Linked DNA regions of Mus musculus: region 2 is linked to region 1. Evidence: chromatin contacts called from public Hi-C data. All regions are on one chromosome and are shown on one strand. Each heading gives the region's core, a stretch centred on a gene start, on an enhancer-like site or on the middle of the called end of the contact. The rest is flanking DNA. Distances are from core to core; before and after follow the strand shown. Region 1 holds the start of Atp8a1 (ATPase, aminophospholipid transporter (APLT), class I, type 8A, member 1). Region 2 overlaps Grxcr1 (glutaredoxin, cysteine rich 1).

The links. A called contact is a pair of places that touch in the nucleus more often than the background predicts.
Region 2: a Hi-C map of cortical neurons shows a contact between it and region 1, with 2.1 times the contacts expected there. The contact joins the enhancer-like site here to the promoter of Atp8a1 in region 1. A contact is called at or near these places in 2 of 39 promoter capture datasets (the C10 cell line and hippocampal neurons), 4 of 484 Hi-C or Micro-C datasets (cerebral cortex, cortical neurons and uterus) and 4 of 115 datasets of contacts at active chromatin or transcription factors (bone marrow-derived macrophages, forebrain, neural progenitor cells and 1 more).

Annotation. Positions count from the first base shown.
Region 1 is chr5:67,844,982-67,850,171 of GRCm38.p6, reverse strand. Atp8a1 (ATPase, aminophospholipid transporter (APLT), class I, type 8A, member 1) reads left to right here and starts at 2,741. Exons shown (of 37, transcript NM_001038999.2): 1 at 2,741-3,010. The coding sequence starts at 2,962.
Region 2 is chr5:68,096,583-68,102,041 of GRCm38.p6, reverse strand. All of the region lies in intron 1 of Grxcr1 (glutaredoxin, cysteine rich 1), which reads right to left. Among named protein-coding and RNA genes, the nearest start is that of Grxcr1, 67 kb to the right of the region's middle. Within about 2 kb of position 3,616, at least 30 of the 459 cell types and tissues checked have an H3K27ac peak or open chromatin away from gene starts, as enhancers often do. A contact at or near this core is called in cerebral cortex, cortical neurons, forebrain and 2 more, where this site is marked.

The DNA.
Region 1 (5,190 bases), core at 1,492-3,991:
CTTAGATTGATAATTAAGACTCTGTAATTGAGCCGGGCAGTGGTGGTGCATGCCTTTAATCCCAGCACTTGGGAGGCAGAGACAGGCAGATTTCTGAGTTCAAGGCCAGCCTGGTCTACAGAGTGAGTTCCAGGACAGCCAGGGCTACACAGAGAAACCCTGTTTCCAAACAAACAAACAAACAAAGCATCTCACTGTCTAGACAATCTTTTTGTTTGACTGTTGTAGAGTTAGTGTCTTACTGGCCTATACTTGTTGCTTCTTGTCTAGCTGGAATGGAATGTCAGCCATCTTGTATTGATAGCTAGCTTTTTTCCCCCACTGCCTTCTAAGCCTAGCACTCGGGCCCAGGCCCTAACGTGAACTTAATGTATATTTTCTGCATAATGATAAAAAGTTATCCTTAAGGCGGCTGTCCTTAAATAGCCTGCTTCCTTCTTAGTCGGGTCAGCAGGCAAAGTAGTCACAGGACCTGAAAATGTTTAAATGGCTTGCTGACATCTGCATTCAACTGCAGATTCTGTAACAAGGTCATGTTGCTAGAACCAGAGTTTCCTGCCAGGGGCTGGCAGGATACACGTCTCACACAATGGAAGGTGAGATCTCTGAGCTCTGATACCAAGCTGATGCAGATTAGTGCACTTCTCAACCTCAATTACAGTGCTGAACCATGAAAATGGATGACTTTCTAACAACCGTGGGGGAGCAGATTTTCAGAAACCAAGGAGCTATGGTACTCCTGCCAATATGGATTCTGTGACAGGAGCATGTGGGAAAGAGCCAGGGGGAAGCCACAAGCTGCATCTTGCCATCTTGTCTGTATGAGAAACTGTTTTCATTTCCTATCTGAATGACCTAGGTTGTCAACTTGGCTGATGCACACATGTCAGGTGGCACTACAGAAAACAGGTACCATTGGAACTCACGTTAGATGGTTATTATAGTAAGCAGACGTGAATCTCACTGAAAGGCTCATAACAGTTACAGAAGGGATTGTTCATAAATCAAACAGATCATTTTTGGGTTCATAAAAATCTCATGTAAAATCTTAATCCGAAAACCACTCCCACTCCTACATTTGTTTGCTTACTTTTAAGCTGATTTTCCCTGCCCCTTGGTTCTTAGTCTTCCACTTGGTTTCAGACTCATTTATATCCATCAAGAGGAAGCCTGGTCCCCCCCCCCCCACACACACACACACACGAGATTATGGAGCCTAGGAGGAGTAAAAGCCGCCAGCGATGACAGTCTTGATAAGGCTGTATTCATTTTCTTTTTTTTTTCAAAGGACTACGGTTTTAAATTATGGCTATCGCTGGCACAGACACATTTACGTTTGAGTCTGCTCTAACCTAAGGAGATTCCAAGCACACTGGAAATAATATGTTTCCTTTGTTCTGATCCCAACCACTGAATAAGAGACAAGTGGAGAGGGTTCCTCATAAATATGTATTGACCGCCTGGGTATTAATGTGAGTGAGTGAGGTAGAACTCTGATTAGTGAATGAGATCTTCCGGGAAGTAGAGGAACTATCACGAATGGAGAGAAGATGCTATTAGCGGATTTTATTTATTTGTCTTTTTCCTTATGCTCGAGTTGCAGTCATATCTCTCTCTCTCTCTCTCTCTCTCTCTCTCTCTCTCTCTCTCTCTCTCTCTCGTTCACCCTCTACCCATCTCTCCTTTCTGGATCTCAAAGGAATACTAATAAAAAGCCTTGCTACAGGCTCTTTCCGCTAGGTGCCCAGAAGAACAGTACACGAAGCCAGTACCTTTTACCTTTATTCCTTTCTTACCCTGCTCAGGAGCTTGCTAGACACAAAGCTCCCCTCATCCTATCTCGAGGCTGAAATCGGGAACAAATTAAAAATACTGCATTTGTTTCGACTTGTTAGATTGGATTTTACTACACAAAATAAAAGGCACTGAGGTCGTGCTGGTCTCTAGGACATAACGACTTGTAATTAACATCTTTATGGATTTTATACCGACGCCCCACTAGGCTTTGAGGATAAACTACTGCATCGAACTTTCTGGAGCAGAAACCACAAACAGCATAATTTTTGCTTGGTTAACCACGTGGTCAACAGTTGGTTTGGTTGCAGTTTCAGAGCCTTAACAGGTTGCAGAGGACGAACTGGTGGGAAGTACGGGCTCACACACCCACGCAGGTTGTGTGGCTGGAAGCCTTAAAACGACAAGAGGAACCGTTCCAGTGGCTTCAGGTCTCACAGCCTGCTACTACAGAGGGTTCACGTTCATCTCAGGCCAGGAGTCAGGCTGGGTGTTGAGATAGGCTAGGATTCCACTCAGAGGGCGAATGCAGGGTCCCCCCACATCAGCAGAGACGTCACCCACAGAGTCTCAGAGGCTTAGACTCAAGCTGCCCACACCGAACCCAACACCCTGGCGCTGAGGACGGTCGGTTCTATCGCATTGTAGAGCCAGAAGGTGGCTGTAGGGGATGCCAGAGCTTTCAGAGCTAAAGAAGCTCTTCCTCTTTTATTAAGGCTTGGGACACTTGTACTGGCCTCAAGGAGGGCCGAGGTGGGCCGAGAAGCCGAGAATGCTAGATCGAAGTCCCCTCCCCGCGGATGGTACGGTCCGAACTGGGCGGGACCTGGAGGCTCGGCGGCCCTGTCCCCGCCCCACTCCAGGAGGCCAGCGAGTGAGCGCGCGCCCCGCAGACCCCGCCCCCGGCGCCGTCCCCGGCTCCGCCCCTCGAGCCCGCTCCTCTGCCACTGCGGGGAGACCTAGGCGGCTCTGCGGACGCAGCTCCTTCGCCGCCTTCCCCCTCCCGTCCAGTGCCCAGGCGGCTCCTGGCGGCGACGCTGCCCTGGGTGGGAGGCGCGGCCCCGCGGCAGCTGAGCCCTCTGCGCGGCGCAGCCAGCTCTCCCGCCCGCGCGGCGCCGTGACAGGTGCAGGGTCCCCGCCCGAGACCCACCTGCAGGGGCTGTCGAGATGCCGACCATGCGGAGGACAGTGTCGGAGATCCGCTCGCGCGCGGAAGGTGAGTGACCGCCGCAGCAGGAGGCTGTGCGCCCAGAGTGCGTGGGGGCAGGTGCTAGCAGCCTGGGGTCTGACGTGAGTGTGTGTGTGTGTGTGTGTGTGTGTGTGTGGCCGGGAAGAGACACCTCATCCCATCTACACCCCCTCCTCCTTTTCCCAGTAGTCTGGTTGTCGCCCCTGATCGCCAGTGAACCCTTCCGCCAGCTCTGCCTTCAGCGCACTAGCAAATGCTTTCCAGGATCCAAAACCTCGGAATTTATGCGCTGGCGGGAGCCCCAAGGTTTCCTTTACACCGCAACGCGACTGTTCAGTCCTTGTCTCCCAGAGCACTCGCCCGGCTCTCCTCCTTCGCCAACAGCGCACAATCTTTGCAATCTGCCTGTTCCCAGTGAGTTTACCCGTGCCCATGAATAGATCCCTCCAACCTACTATCTCCAGCGCCCACCATTGTGTTGCCCCCACATCACAGCTTCCCGAAGAGCGGGTTTGCCATTCCCAGGCGTCGCAGATTCTTTGATCCACTGTTCCCAGCATCTCTAGGCTGGAAGAGCCTTAATTGGGTTTGGGTGCTCAGTGGATACCAGGCTGCGTTCCAGTCTCTGCACTTCTGCCCCCTGTGGCTCACCGGGCTCTAGTTTGAGGTTTCATTTTTGTTTTTCATTTTTGCTTGAAGCCTGCACTTCGGCCGACTGAACTGACTTGAGTAAGGTGCATGCTGCTTTTGTTGCTCCACCCAGGGCCAGCTGTTGAGTGGTTCCACTTGTAGGAAGTGTGCAACAGATGCCCTAGGTTATGGGCTAGGACGCTTTGGCAAAGACTGAGATGGTGCTGTGCACCCTGATTGAGGAGCCCTTCTCCTCCTGTCTGGCGTGTGGCAGGCTTTCAATAAACACCTCTTGGTTTTACTAGGACAAAAAGGAAACGGTATACTTTTATTTTCTTTCTTTTGTTTGTCTGTTTTTCCATTCCAGTAACTCTGCCCTTCAACGTTGTGGAATGGCACTATTTTGAGAAATAATCTATCTTGTTACCGTCACTGATTCTCATCCCTGCCCCCATCTTGACCGTGAGATAGATGATAACGGGGTGGTGGAGGTGGAGTAGAAGCAAGGAGAATAGGATTTCTGGGGGCGGGAGTAGTAAGAGCTGTAAGGACCTCATGTGAAAAATAGGAATTCCGGGCTCTAATATGTAGGCAAGAGACAAGGGAATCAAAACTGACCTGCATCTTAAGAATTTAGTATATAAGCGTATTTTTTTTTCAATTTCGAGGAAAATGAATGAATGCACTAACCACAGTCTGAATGATAGAAGCAACAAAGTTAGGATAACTGGTGTTAAAATATTATTTATCACGCCAGTTGATGTTTTTAAATACTAGCAACCAGCAGGTCATATATTAAGGGGGAGGGAGGGAAGAGAAAGAAATCTAAAGGCAAGGTAAAGCTGCTGTCACTTTGACAGAATATACAGTAGCATGGAGAGGCAGCGGTAGGCACCTCCTGTGTTCAGAGCGCTTTCACAACAATTGCCTTATGGGGCTCTTGCACCACTTCTGGAGGCTGTTGAAAGTGGAGGAGGATGGCTGAGGAGACCTGGCTCAGAATGGCTCAATGAGTTGATCAAAGGGAAACAGCTAGTTCAGTGATATACTGTATCAGGGGCTCAGAAAGAAAACAAGCGCTCCTGCTGCTGAGTCTGTGCAGCCCTGAGTATCCATCGGTGTCAGGGTCCTCCTGCTGCCTCCGCCTCCGGAATGACCCTTCTTCCGGATTGGTTGATTTCACTTTAATATGAGCCAGCAGATAATATCTCTGGGACTGGGGGCTGGGAGGGAGGAGGAGGGGCGTGGCCTGTTGATTGGCCTTCCACAGGTTCCTCTCAGAGGGAACAATCTCCTTTGACAGCTCTTTCTTGCTAGATAAGGCCTTATTCTAAACTGCACTCACCCTGGCCTCCATTAGAACAGGATGGGCGCCTGACACAAAGGCAGCCAACCCCAATCGAGTCACAAGTTTGTAACCTTGGGGATTTGTAAAATAAATAAATAAATAAATAAATAATTTCCCATGCTACTATATCACTACTGGGGAACTTAAAGTTAGAGGAAGAATGAAAATCGAAGCCAAAGGGGGCAGAATTGAAGGGGGCTAGTAGGAGAGAAAATGGATGACTGTAGTA
Region 2 (5,459 bases), core at 2,367-4,866, 250 kb before region 1:
TGAAGTATTAGCCAGAGCAATTCGACAACAAAAGGAGATCAAGGGGATACAAATTGGAAAAGAGGAAGTCAAAATATCACTTTTTGCAGATGATATGATAGTATATATAAGTGACCCTAAAAATTCCAACAGAGAACTCCTAAACCTGATAAACAGCTTCGGTGAAGTAGCTGGATATAAAATTAACTCAAACAAGTCAATGGCCTTTCTCTACACAAAGAATAAACAGGCTGAGAAAGAAATTAGGGAAACAACACCCTTCTCAATAGCCACAAATAATATAAAATATCTCGGCGTGACTCTAACGAAGGAAGTGAAAGATCTGTATGATAAAAACTTCAAGTCCCTGAAGAAAGAAATTAAAGAAGATCTCAGAAGATGGAAAGATCTCCCATGCTCATGGATTGGCAGGACCAACATTGTAAAAATGGCTATCTTGCCAAAAGCAATCTACAGATTCAATGCAATCCCCATTAAAATTCCAACTCAATTCTTCAACGAATTAGAAGGAGCAATTTGCAAATTCATCTGGAATAACAAAAAACCGAGGATAGCAAAAACTCTTCTCAAGGATAAAAGAACCTCTGGTGGAATCACCATGCCTGACCTAAAGCTTTACTACAGAGCAATTGTGATAAAAACTGCATGGTACTGGTATAGAGACAGACAAGTGGACCAATGGAATAGAATTGAAGACCCAGAAATGAACCCACACACCTATGGTCACTTGATCTTCGACAAGGGAGCCAAAACCATCCAGTGGAAGAAAGACAGCATTTTCAACAATTGGTGCTGGCACAACTGGTTGTTATCATGTAGAAGAATGCGAATCAATCCATACTTATCTCCTTGTACTAAGGTCAAATCTAAGTGGATCAAGGAACTTCACATAAAACCAGAGACACTGAAACTTATAGAGGAGAAAGTGGGGAAAAGCCTTGAAGATATGGGCACAGGGGAAAAATTCCTGAACAGAACAGCAATGGCTTGTGCTGTAAGATCGAGAATTGACAAATGGGACCTAATGAAACTCCAAAGTTTCTGCAAGGCAAAAGACACTGTCTATAAGACAAAAAGACCACCAACAGACTGGGAAAGGATCTTTACCTATCCTAAATCAGATAGGGGACTAATATCCAACATATATAAAGAACTCAAGAAGGTGGACCTCAGAAAATCAAATAACCCCCTTAAAAAATGGGGCTCAGAACTGAACAAAGAATTCTCACCTGAGGAATACCGAATGGCAGAGAAGCACCTGAAAAAATGTTCAACATCCTTAATCATCAGGGAAATGCAAATCAAAACAACCCTGAGATTCCACCTCACACCAGTGAGAATGGCTAAGATCAAAAATTCAGGTGACAGCAGATGCTGGCGAGGATGTGGAGAAAGAGGAACACTCCTCCATTGTTGGTGGGATTGCAGGCTTGTACAACCACTCTGGAAATCAGTCTGGCGGTTCCTCAGAAAATTGGACATAGTACTACCGGAGGATCCAGCAATACCTCTCCTGGGCATATATCCAGAAGAAGCCCCAACTGGTAAGAAGGACACATGCTCCACTATGTTCATAGCAGCCTTATTTATAATAGCCAGAAACTGGAAAGAACCCAGATGCCCCTCAACAGAGGAATGGATACAGAAAATGTGGTACATCTACACAATGGAGTACTACTCAGCTATTAAAAAGAATGAATTTATGAAATTCCTAGCCAAATGGATGGACCTGGAGAGCATCATCCTGAGTGAGGTAACACAATCACAAAGGAACTCACACAATATGTACTCACTGATAAGTGGATACTAGCCCAAAACCTAGGATACCCACGATATAAGATACAATTTCCTAAACACATGAAACTCAAGAAAAATGAAGACTGAAGTGTGGACACTATGCCCCTCCTTAGAAGTGGGAACAAAACACCCATGGAAGGAGTTACAGAAACAAAGTATGGAGCTGAGATGAAAGGATGGACCATGTAGAGACTGCCATATCCAGGGATCCACCCCATAATCAGCTTCCAAATGCTGACACCATTGCATACACTAGCAAGATTTTACTGAAAGGACCCAGATGTAGCTGTCTCTTGTGAGACTATGCCGGGGCCTAGCAAACACAGAAGTGGATGCTCACAGTCAGCTAATGGATGGATCACAGGGCTCCCAATGGAGGAGCTAGAGAAAGTACCCAAGGAGCTAAAGGGATCTTCAACCCTATAGGTGGAACAACATTATGAACTAACCAGTACCCCTGAGCTCTTGACTCTAGCTGCATATGTATCAAAAGATGGCCTAGTCGGCCATCACTGGAAAGAGAGGCCCATTGGACACGCAGACTTTGTGTGCCCCGGTACAGGGTTACGCCAGGGCCAAAGGGGGGGAGTGGGTGGGTAGGGGAGTGGGGGTGGGTGGGTAAGGGGGACTTTTGGTATAGCATTGGAAATGTAAATGAGCTAAATACCTAATAAAAAAAAATGAAAAAAAAAAAAAAAAAAAAAGTAGAGATGTCAAAAACAACTTCACCACATACAAGACCTGATTGGGAAAGAAACATTTGTTGTGGTTGTGGTTCTTCCTCCTCCTCCTCCTCCTCCTCCTCCTCTTCCTCCTCTCCTTCCTCCACTTCCTCCTCCTCCTCTTCCTCCTCTCCTTCCTCCACTTCCTCCTCCTCCTCCTCCTCCTCTTCTTCTTCTTCCTTCTTCTTCTTCTTCTTCTTCTTCTTCTTCTTCTTCTTCTTCTTCTTCTTCTTCTTCTTCTTCTTCTTCTTCTTCTTCTTCTTCTCCTCCTTCTTCTTCTTCCTCACTGACTGTAGTACTAGCTATGAATTTCTCATGTAGAGAAATGATAAAGATATTGGCTATAATAAAGATACTGCCTTCTGTACAAGATTTTCTTTGAATCTCTATAATGAACAGATGTTGAACTGGATGCATTTTGGATTGGAGAGGATCTGCTATAACTACCAGCTCTTCCTGATAGAGAACTTTGGGTTATATCCTTTTAAAATAACTATGTGTCTTCTTTTCAGTCATGAGAATATACAACATAGGTATGTATCATAGTATGCAATCAAAACAAGTCCTTAGCAATATGGCTTACAGTATGAAATAACAGTATACATAAGAAAATGTAGTGTTGCAACTTGCTAGGTACAATGAGAGAAATGCATATGTAGCTAGATGAACATTGTACAGGACGCTTTCTATGTTTGCTTTAGAGGCCCATTTCTGACATTTGTGTTGATAGTGAAAGGATAAGGTTAGGTAAAAATCCAAAGGAATGTACTACCTGACAGTGCAATGGCATGGGGGGAGCTTGGGATTCACCTCAAATGTCTTTTTTTTAAAACATAAAGAAGGGGAAATTCCATGTTACTAAACTCCTCTAGCTCTGTTTGAAGGCCTCCTGTCCTGTGTTTCATGGCCACTTTTAATCTGAGGAGCCTTTAGCCTAAGAGGAATGTGATATCCATAAAGGATGCTGCAAGTTGCACTGAATCATATTAACATTTCAAAAAGATGGAGAAAGGTCAGTGACACAGTTGCATAAGATGGACACCACACAAATGTAGCCAGTGCTAATGGTAGCAGGATCTAAACAAATGGTTTTCCAAGAGTTATGTAGGCCACATTCTGAATAATTATGTTCCTGCCAACTCCTTCAGTCTAAGAACAAAAGGCTGAATGAACATGGGAAAAATTGAGGTTAGGGAATGTGGTTATATATTAGAGTAGAATATTAGGTATAATTTAGAAGTATGCCTGCCTAGATCAATTTTATGATATAAATTTTAAATAATAATTTTGTTGACAAAAATTGTCTATATTTGGTTCATTTTTCTATCCCTCAACAGATTTGTCAAAGCATCTGGCCAGAAATCTAAAAATAGCTCCTCAGTGGTACACTATCCATTTCCTCCCTCCCAGAGGGTTACCATGGCAATATCGTGAGGATAGAAAGGATGGAAGACCCTAGAACAGCATAGATGAGGCACTGCTGAGAGGTCTGCCGATCTCAAAGAGTCCCAGGGAGCAATAAGGACAGGTCTCTTCTCCTTGGTAAAGGTTTCAGAAATGCGTCGTGCAGATGCCTAGGAGCTTCCCCACAATCTGGAGAAAATAGACAGAAAGGGAGGAAATGGGTATGAGTGAGTCTGAGGGGCTGAGTCAGCCTGTGTGCCCTGGCTATGCAATAGGCACTGTGAAATGGTGTCAGCATCACCACTCATCTTTAGGCACTCAGAAGCCTTCACTCCACTGGATCAGCCCTTGGAATTAGTCCCCATACGTCCAGTTCAGCAGAGGTACAGAGGGACACAGGCTTAGCCCCTCAGCCTGGAGCAAATCCAGTGGACTGTTTACAGTAGTTGCCTGTTAGGTCTTAGCCAGGGTTGAATAGACTTTTTGATAGTCTTCAAAACCTTGCTCAAGTGTACCTCCAAGACCTAAAAGAATCCAGATCTAAAAGCCAGAAGAATTCCAGTCTTAAGACATCATCATCATCATCACCACCACCACCATCATCACCATCATCATACGTTTAAAACTTCTTTGAGCATCAGTGGCATACACAATGCTAACAACAAATTTAGTGTATTTAATTCTTATAGTGAAATTTCCATGATGATACTGTCTGAGGTCATGAATCTAAATTCTAGCTTCAGAGAGGATCTTGATTAGATGACAGAGTTATATAGATTCAACCAAGTCAGCGTGGAAAACTAGATAGTGGCCCTTCCAAAGTCTGGGAGCTCCCCAGCTCCCCCACTGGACCCTCCTGAACCCCAGCACCTCACTATTGTGTCCTTTCCCTTTTCATACCAGAGTGGTTACTAACTCACACTCTGTTGATAGACTCCATTGCCCATGAGGTAGACTGTGACTCAGAATCTTTGCTTCCTTACCAAATTATATCCCACATTTAGCAGTAAGTTATATCACACTGGGGTACAATTTTCAGAGAATGTGTGTGTGTGGCTGTGTGTGTGTTGTCATTTGTCTTTTTTGAAAGACTCCTTTGAGATAAGTAAAGTGAGAGATCCTTTGTCCTCCTCCTGAAAGCAAGCAGGCCAAGAGATTAGCTTTAAGTTACATAGCACATCAGAAAGCACTCTGGGACCAGACCCAGATTTCTTGATGACCTGACAGGCCAGTCTGAAGATTTTAATCAGCAGGCCAGCAATGGAACAGAGCAATGGCTTCTGCAAATGGCAGAATATTCTTCATCTGTTCCTTGCTTGCTTTTCCTCTTCATGAGACTCTGCGAATACTTGTAGTTAGTTCAATGTATGTTAATAGATGCATCTTAACATTGTGTTAAATAACTAACCACTCACCCTAATTCTCAAAGGTGTAGGTGCAGAGCTCTAAAGAAGGGAACTTCTCCACATTTCTTTGTGAGACACAAATGGTTCATTTAAACATAGCCCTGACTCCTGTTTACTGTATCTTCAAGGT